2 separate regions of the Mus musculus genome follow, and region 2 is linked to region 1. The links are chromatin contacts, called in public promoter capture Hi-C maps. All regions are on one chromosome and are shown on one strand. Each heading gives the region's core, a stretch centred on a gene start, on an enhancer-like site or on the middle of the called end of the contact. The rest is flanking DNA. Distances are from core to core; before and after follow the strand shown.

What was found. Promoter capture Hi-C pulls out the DNA fragments that hold promoters and counts their contacts.
Region 2: a contact with region 1 is called in a promoter capture Hi-C map of frontonasal cranial neural crest, with 10 times the contacts expected there. The contact joins the promoter of F930015N05Rik here to the enhancer-like site in region 1. A contact is called at or near these places in 7 of 39 promoter capture datasets (the 3T3-L1 cell line, 3T3-L1-derived adipocytes, cranial neural crest and 3 more), 6 of 484 Hi-C or Micro-C datasets (CD4 T cells, CD8 T cells, LSK cells and 3 more), 5 of 115 datasets of contacts at active chromatin or transcription factors (craniofacial prominence, embryonic limb bud, embryonic midbrain and 2 more) and 3 of 9 other capture datasets (adipose tissue, embryonic stem cells and liver).

What each region holds. Positions count from the first base shown.
Region 1 is chr11:63,251,267-63,255,022 of GRCm38.p6, reverse strand. No RefSeq gene overlaps it. Among named protein-coding and RNA genes, the nearest start is that of Gm29851, 3.1 kb to the right of the region's middle. Within about 2 kb of position 1,627, at least 24 of the 459 cell types and tissues checked have an H3K27ac peak or open chromatin away from gene starts, as enhancers often do. A contact at or near this core is called in embryonic limb bud, where this site is marked.
Region 2 is chr11:64,434,663-64,438,930 of GRCm38.p6, reverse strand. It overlaps F930015N05Rik (RIKEN cDNA F930015N05 gene), which reads left to right and starts at 2,257. Exons shown (of 1, transcript NR_028445.1): 1 at 2,257-4,268. It overlaps Hs3st3a1 (heparan sulfate (glucosamine) 3-O-sulfotransferase 3A1), which reads right to left and starts at 3,599. Exons shown (of 2, transcript NM_178870.5): 1 at 2,305-3,599. The coding sequence starts at 2,864.

The sequences.
Region 1 (3,756 bases), core at 378-2,877:
AAGAACAAAATGGAACACGCACCCCAACATGCACACAGTGTACAGAGCATGCTCATGAAAGCCCCTTCTCTAGCATTTGCTCATCAGTAGTGTACCTACATCCTGGGCTTCATCCATCCCCTTTCAGTCTTTCATAGTTTACAGTCCCAAACACAAAGCAAGGCAGGGTTTGACAAAAATATAAGACTTGACTGTATTTCTCTTTGGGAAGCAGTAAAAAGAAAATGCTAGAATTTCCCAAAAGCAATCAGAAACATCATTACATGGAGAATCCTTAATCTATGATGAATGAGAAACCCTTAATGCCTTTCACATCCTGATTCAGAAACTGGTAACTGTAGGGTCTCATATTCTTCCTCCATGAACAAGTGCTTACATGGAAGCTGTGGCTTCCTACTGCAACCCAGCATTGTAAGAGGACATCCTTCTACCCAGTGCCAGCCCAGGAAAAACATCCATCTTCAAAATCCAACATGGGGGTCACAGCCCATGCCTCAAGTCACGTTCAGCCAACCATCCTCAATAAGTAGAGCCAATAAAAAGCCAAATTAAAGGTGGGAAGCAGAACACAGAGGTTTACTCAATGTGATCACTTTGGGAAGAGGGACAAAGATACCCTCCAAGTCCATCTTAGTCTGCAGGGCCTGGAAGTAAAAATAAAGCTTGAAGAGAGCCAAGGATATGCACATCTAAGGTCCAGGTGTGGTCCTGAACACCACCGACCAGCCCGGCATTGTCTGGACTCCAGTCTCACCCTCCAAGGTGGTCTGATGGTGTTATCTATGTGCAGTCACTTTCTGGAAGACAAGTGCCTCCTGTGGGTGATACCTTTGCCTTCTCCCAGCATGAGGAGACTCCTGGGGAAATGTTCATCTCTTTGGAGTCTGCTGTTTAGTAGCCTGATGGCCAGATTGAAAGATACAAGGGTTTCTTTGAAGTATCTTCATTTCTGCCAGGCCTGTTACGGATATGGGTTTCTAACAACTTCATTTTCCTTCTGCACCACTGTAAGGTAGGAAAATAGAAAATCCAACCACTGTAAGTCAGGGCCATCCGTACTTTGCACATTTGAAAGGAGTAAAATGAAGACGAGCAAATGGCCCAGCTGTCCTCCATACAACTGGCGCCATTGCCAGCTGAGTTCTAAGTTCCAGGGCTGTCCACCCAGGTCTCCAGTTGATCCTCTTAGAAGATCCCACAGGCAACGCTCAGACCCAGACTGAGGCCTCAAAGAAAGCAGTGTCTTCCCTCAAAAAGGCAGAACAACCATTGGTTCCTGCCCAACCGGTGCTTGGTGGCCCCACAGAAAGACCACAGTGAGAATAAATGGTCCAAATGATAGTGAGAGATATCCCAGGCAGTGAAAACCCTCTCCAGCCCTCAGAGCTCTGGAGAATCCAAGAAAGCCTTTCTCAACCCTCAGAGTTTTCCAGGGTCTAAGTAAGCTCTTTCTCGGGCCACAGGAAGGGCCAGGAGGGCCATGTGAACTGAGTCCTACAGATGGTTTGCCCTGGTGTGCCATCTAGAGCCTAGGCAGATGTGAATGGACAGCTGTTATTCCTGTTCCTAGGGTGCTATTGGGAGGGATCCGTGGGGCCGCCTCAGGCCAGCTCAGTCAACAGTCACTCTGATGAGAAATGCAGCAGTCAGAGGCACAGACAGGAAAAGCCAAATACCTGTCAGGCTTTTTCACACTCCAGCGCTGCCAGAAGGCCTATAAAAATGTCATTGTCTCTCAGCTGCTGGTGATTATATTACCCTTTACGTTGGCTGTTGGTAATAAAAAAAAAAAAAAAGGAGAGCAAATATCATTTTTTTTTTTTGCACTGCTCTGGCCTTCCCCTGGCCTTTTTCAAACAATAATAGACTAAATATAAAGAGACAGAAGCCATTACTTGGCTCTTTAACTAGTGCCAAGGAAAATGAATAATTAAGGAAACATTACTTGGAAGAAATGTACACAGTTGCTTTTAAGTTAGAACCAAGTAAGAGCTCTTTAAAAATACATCATTTCCCCTTTTCTTAACATGGCATTCCTACAGTGGCCTCATATATTATCGTTGCTACTGTTTAGATCTTACCAAAGGGGAAAAAGGCTTTTAGTTTCCATTATCCTATTAAAAGTCCCAAATCAAACTGAAACAGAGAATAGGGTGGGCGGGGGTGGGGGGGATGGAAAGGGGTGTTCTGTTTGTACAGCTTCCTTCGAATCTGGCCTAGCAGCCAATATTTAATTTTGTTCACCTGGGGGCAGCCATTCCAAACACCATTCTCCTACTCCCCTTGAACATCAACCTCAGTTGTGGGAAGCCTAGCTTACTGTGGAATATGTTACTAAAAATAAGCACACTCAGGTCACCCTATGCAAGCATCAGCAGCCAAATGCATGCTGGGTAAAGGCAGTTCTTGCTGGGTAAGGGCTCACTCAGGCTCTTCGTGTTCTGGCCTTGCCCTTCCAATGCCTGCATCACTCTTCCTTTCCTGTTTGGTTTTCAGCACCTCTTTTGTAGACTGAGCCTACAATTATCCGCAGTGGAATGCCCCATTCACAGCTGCCACCCAGGTAATGATCTAGCTATATCAGAGGGTTCCCGGCAGGGAGGACTAGAGAGGAAATCTAGGGAAGTCTAGTCTAGGACTAGAGAGGAAGTCACTGTCCAGCCTGTGGCCGTGAGAGCACATATCTGAGGTTTCTGATGTGGTCGGTCTTTGTGGTTTTCAAAATCAGAGACTTCCTAAAGTCTACAGGAGTCCAGATGTGCAAATGTCTGCTTGGGTGAGACTACAGTCAGAGAGACAATCTGAACCCTGATACAGACATACTTCACAGATGCAACTGCATGTGAAGCAAAGTTCATTAAACACGTGCAGTCACTGGGCTGGGGCCCTAGTCCAATGACTGATGGCCTCATAATAAGAGGTAGAAACATCGGGGATGCATGTGTGCTGAGAAGGGACTGTGTAGAGCCAGCTGCAAGCCAAGAATGGTTTCCTGGAACCATTCTGTTGCACCTTGACCTTGGACTTTCTGTTTGGGTGATAAAATAAATTTCTCTTGTGTAAACTAGCCAGCCTGTGGTATTTTGTTCCAGAATCCCTGGAGACCACACTCTGCAGACATCAATCCTTTCTCCCTTCCTGAAAACAAAGTGGTTTCGGAGGGCATCATAACAAAACACCATAAACCAGGTCACTTAGAGCAAGAGAAAGTTAATGTTCCAAAGAGGGTCAAAACCAAGATAACAGTAGGGCTGGTTCCTTCTAAGGGTCAGAAGGGAGACTTGTTTCTTGCTACTGTCCCCAGCCCCTAATGGGCCACTAGAGACCACCAGTGTTCCTCGAAGTCTTGTCTTCTCTATTCTGAGTCCAAATGTTAGTGTTTTATGAAGACGTCAGTTGAAGTGGCTCATTCTTCATAGCCCACTGCCTGCGTGGAGATCAAACTCAGGGTCTTGAGAAGGCAAACCCTATACAAAGCGTTCCACTCCTCTTTAGTGTAAGTTAAATAAATAAAGCACACACAATAAAATTGTGTGTATTAAAGGCCAGATTTTGGTGGAGGTTGGGGGGTGGTGTGCACACCCTGTGATTATAGCACTTGGAAGGCAGGGGCAGGAGGGTGTATTACAAGATCCAGGGCAGCAGCCTAAGCTACAGAAGACCACATGAGACCCTTTCTAAAATGTAATGAAAAAAAAGGAAAGGAAGGGAGGGAGGGAGGAAGGGAGGAAGGGAGGAAGGGAGGGAAGAAGCAAG
Region 2 (4,268 bases), core at 1,008-3,507, 1.2 Mb before region 1:
TGTTTTTTCCTGCCCCTGCCCCTGCCCCTGCCCCTGCGTGTGTGTGTGTGTGTGTGTGTGTGTGTGTGTGTGTGTGTGTGGTCTTAAGTATGCATAGAAATTCTATATTGCAAATTTGGGACAACTTACAACAGTCTAACCAGACCCTTCTTCTGAATATTAGGTAAATATAAGTAGCCAAAATGAACAGCAGCTTCAAGACAGCCTGTGTGGGGTTTTCTCACATAGAGACTTCAGTCTTCAGTCCTTCTCACAAACATCAAACTCCAAGTTCAGAGTCAAGATGAAAAGAACCCGTGGGGAAATTTTCATTAAATAATCCCATAATCCAGGCTCCACAGGTTGGGTCCTCTTAAATAAGAGTTTCTCATATAATTCAGTGAGCTTAAATTTATGCATTCAATAAAAAAAAAAAAAACCCACTCCACTGTGAATGTTAAAACAAAGACATTGTTCCGACACTTGGAAAATTAAATTCACCAAACCATGAAGCCTACTGTGCAGTTATTTTTGTAACCACCATAAATTGCTTTATAAAACTCCTCTACTGGATAAACAATCCAAGGAGATTTTCTTCATAGTAAAGGACAGGGCGGCCTTAAAGTTTATGACTTTTTCTTTTTCTTTTTTTTTTTTCCATACTTTTTTTTTTAAAGTAGTTGTGTTTCGAGTTACCTCAAAACCTTCTTGCTTTTACATGATTTCAGAAAGTTCCACAGAAAATCAGATCCAGGTCTGTAGATATACCATGCCCTCAAACAGACGTTACTGGAGTAAGAAGAAGCAATCCCATCTTGTGAAAATAAAGTTTAGTAGGGCAAAGCAAAAATGAAGGGGATTAGTACTAAATGTTTCACTATATTTAATTGTACCTCAGAGCCCAGGGCCGGCCTGTATGTCTCAGACTGATGGCTTGAAATGGGTCTCTCCCTGCACTGTATGAGGCCACATTCAATGCGAGCGGCTCTAGATAAGAGTTTTAGGGGTCTTTAATCACTTCATTCTTGTGTCCTTGGGGAATAGCACAGAACAGCCTTTGTGTCCAGAAGAAGGACCTGTTGTCCAGACTCAACAGGTCACTGCATAAGAACTTCCCAGAGGATAGGGCATAAATGACAGAAGCATGGGGGAGGGAGTATATTTAAGTGGCTGATGATTTTAAATGATATATATGCTATATCAGGGGAAAGCTGATTGTTTTTCTTTCCAATGACTGGGAAGTTACTGTTTTTAGAAGTGTTTAATGTTTGAATTTGATTATTATTTTTTTAGGACTAAACTATAAATTCAGCTCCCGAAATCAATCTGAACATGTTCTTGACTCTACAAGTGAATAAACTCGTCACATCATGTCTGTCTGTATTTTATGAATGGTTCCTTCCACGTGTACCTCAACTGTGTCATAACTTTTCTAATATTGTTTCAGTTATAATGAGAATGAATATTTTATGAACAGGCTGAACTTTATAAAAATGAGAAAATTCTAACCATATGAATTTTGTCCTTGAACTTGGAGGAGAGGGGAAAATAAATCAGTATTTTTTACCACAAACCAAATCCAGGCCACGCTAGAATTTATTAGAGTTTGGCTAACTCTGATATTATAGGTGATCTGAATTTGACACTGGCAAATCAGCTTATCCTGTAAATAACATTTACTTCCTAAATTGTATCCAGCGCATTTTCCCATGATTTCCCCCCCCCCTTTAAAATTAACTATCTTATTTGTAAAGATAATAGTTAGGAGATCTTTAGAAAAATTTCTGTCAGGCTGATAGTATTACCAACAAAGTGTTCTTTAAAACCCAGTTAGTCGTTGCTGGCACGTGATGAGGCATAGATTATCCAAACTACAGGGACTCTTGACACTTTTACTAAGTTTCTATATGACTTACCACCTTGGACAACTATCTGGCAAAGGGTCAAGGCAAATAAATACCGGAGCAAAGACCCATGTTAACCACAGGGAATTACCCCAAAGATAAAGGAATAGACATAGGCTTCCCTTGGTAAGCCCAGTAATGAGGAACAGTTTTCTAACTTAAAAGGAAACTCTCCTCTTTCCTTTTCTTTTCCTTTATCTAATTACTAGGGCGATTTCAAGGAATAAGATGTTTGGGGAACTGGGGAGCCCTGACAATTAAAATCAAGATCTCCATTCCTCTCTCCATCTGCCCCTCCCCAAGGGAGAAGAACGGGAGCCCAAGATGGGAACAGCTACTGCTCCCCCTTTGCCATCCCTTCCTAGTCTCCCCCTCTGCACAGCCAGCGCTCAGAAGTACCCATGGGGGTCCCCGCGCTCACCGGTACCAGGCGAGGCCCTTGTGGTAGCTGCGGTCAAAAAAGTGGGGCTCAGCACCCACGGCACGCACGTCGGGGTGCACGCGCAGGAACTCCAGCAGCGCCCGCGTGCCGCCCTTCTTCACGCCGATGATGATGGCCTGCGGCAGCTGCTTGCTGCCCTCGTCCAGAAGTAAGGCCAGGGTCCCCGGCTGGGCCTCGGCCACGCTGCTTCCCGCCCCGGAGCCTCCTGGTGCGGCGGCCAGCCCAGGGCTCTGCTCCTCCTGGTCGCTGCTGTCTCCTGGCCCCGACCGCCCGCGCCTCCTCCGTTGCCTCAGCTGCAGGAGGCGCTTCCTTGGCGCTCCCGCGGGCCACATCGCCAGTTCCCTGGGTCCTGCAGGGACGCCGCGCCCCGGGACCCCCGCGACGGGGCCCGAGCCGGGTGGGCAGCGCTCCGCCAGGCAGTAGAAGACGTAGAGGGAAGTGAGTAGCGAGCAGAGCATCAGCAAGAACTTCCTGAAGATGCTGCGCGACAGTGGCTCCGCCGGGCTGGGCTGGGCGCCGGTGGGACCCGAGGGGGCCATCCTAGCCAGAGGCGACCTCGGACGGCGAGCGGGCCATGCTAGGCCACGACTGTGCTGGGAGCTCCGCCATCCCCGCTGCCAGCCAGCGTGCTGCCCCGCGGCCGCATCGCCTGAGCCGCCCTGCGTGCCTGAGAGCTGCCCCGCTGGGCGGCAGCAGGGGCTGGAACTAGGGACCAAGCACTGCGAGCCCTTCTTGGGGTCCTGGGCTTCGGGCGACGAGGAGGAAAGGGGTGCGGGGCCGTGCTTAAGAAACCATGGTCTTGGGTCTGAAACGCGCCCGAGTCCTGAGCCTAGCTGCGCAGAGCTCCGCGCCCTGGGTCTCCGAGAGTCGCCCGGCAAGGGAGTCTCTGCGGCGGCAGTGGCGAAGGTGCTCGGCTCAGCAGGGTCCTGAGCGGTGCGGAACTTGGCTCAGCGATAACACATCCTTGGCTCAGTCCCCCGTGGAGCGGGCGCAGGACTCTCGGGCCGAAGAATTGTGTACGCTCCGGTTAGAACGAGTGACCCTTTTTCCAGCTTCTGCTCTCCTGGCCCGCCCAGGAGCGTGCCCTGAGTCCTGGCTCAGCTCGTCTCAGCAACCGAGCAAGCAAAGTCCCCCTAGTCCCTCTATCCGAATGGGACTCAAGCCTTCTGGCCTCTTGAGCGCTCCGGAAGTCTACCCACTCCTCTGGGGCCCCAGCTGGGAACAGCTTGGAGGGGCCCCGCTGTGCGGGACCTGTCAGCCACCGCTGCCACTGTGCTCTTGGGCTCTCCCCGCAGCCTCCTCAGCCGCTACCGCCACACGTGGGACGCGAAGGACAGCAAACTTGGTGGTGACGTCAACGGCCCAGGCCAGACCAACGCGGGGATCCGCTCTAGGGTGCAGAGCAGAGGCGCAGGGGCCGGGCTAGAGAGGCAGAAGGGGTGGGACCGGGACAAAAAAAAAAAAAAAAGGTGACGAGGCACCGCCCAATACACTGGAGAGGGCGCGGACGACAGAGGAGACGCCCCTTCCTCGCACTCCCTCTCTCCTTTCCTCCTTCCTCCTCCTCCACCCCTAGGTCTCTGGGCGCTGTCAGATTGACAGCGCCTGTATGATTGCCTGAGTCTAACGCCCAGCCAGTCCACCCCTTGCCGGATTGGGGGTTCTCAGACCTCTCCAGCTCAGCTTAGTCCTTAGCAGCCTTAACACCCCCAGATCCCCACTTCCTGATTCCCTCTGGTCCCAGCTTCTGTATTCCTACCCTTCTCCAGCCCACCCATCCCATCCCCTCTCATCCCAGAGACTTCTGAAGTTTTGTTCCCAAGAGTTCTTGGCAGGCCACGCCCCCATTTGTCTGGGCAAAGAGACAGCTTCAGTACAGACTTGCCTTCTACTTCCCTGTCCACTGAGGGCCCTTACAAGTCTGTCTGTTAGTTTGCTTGCTT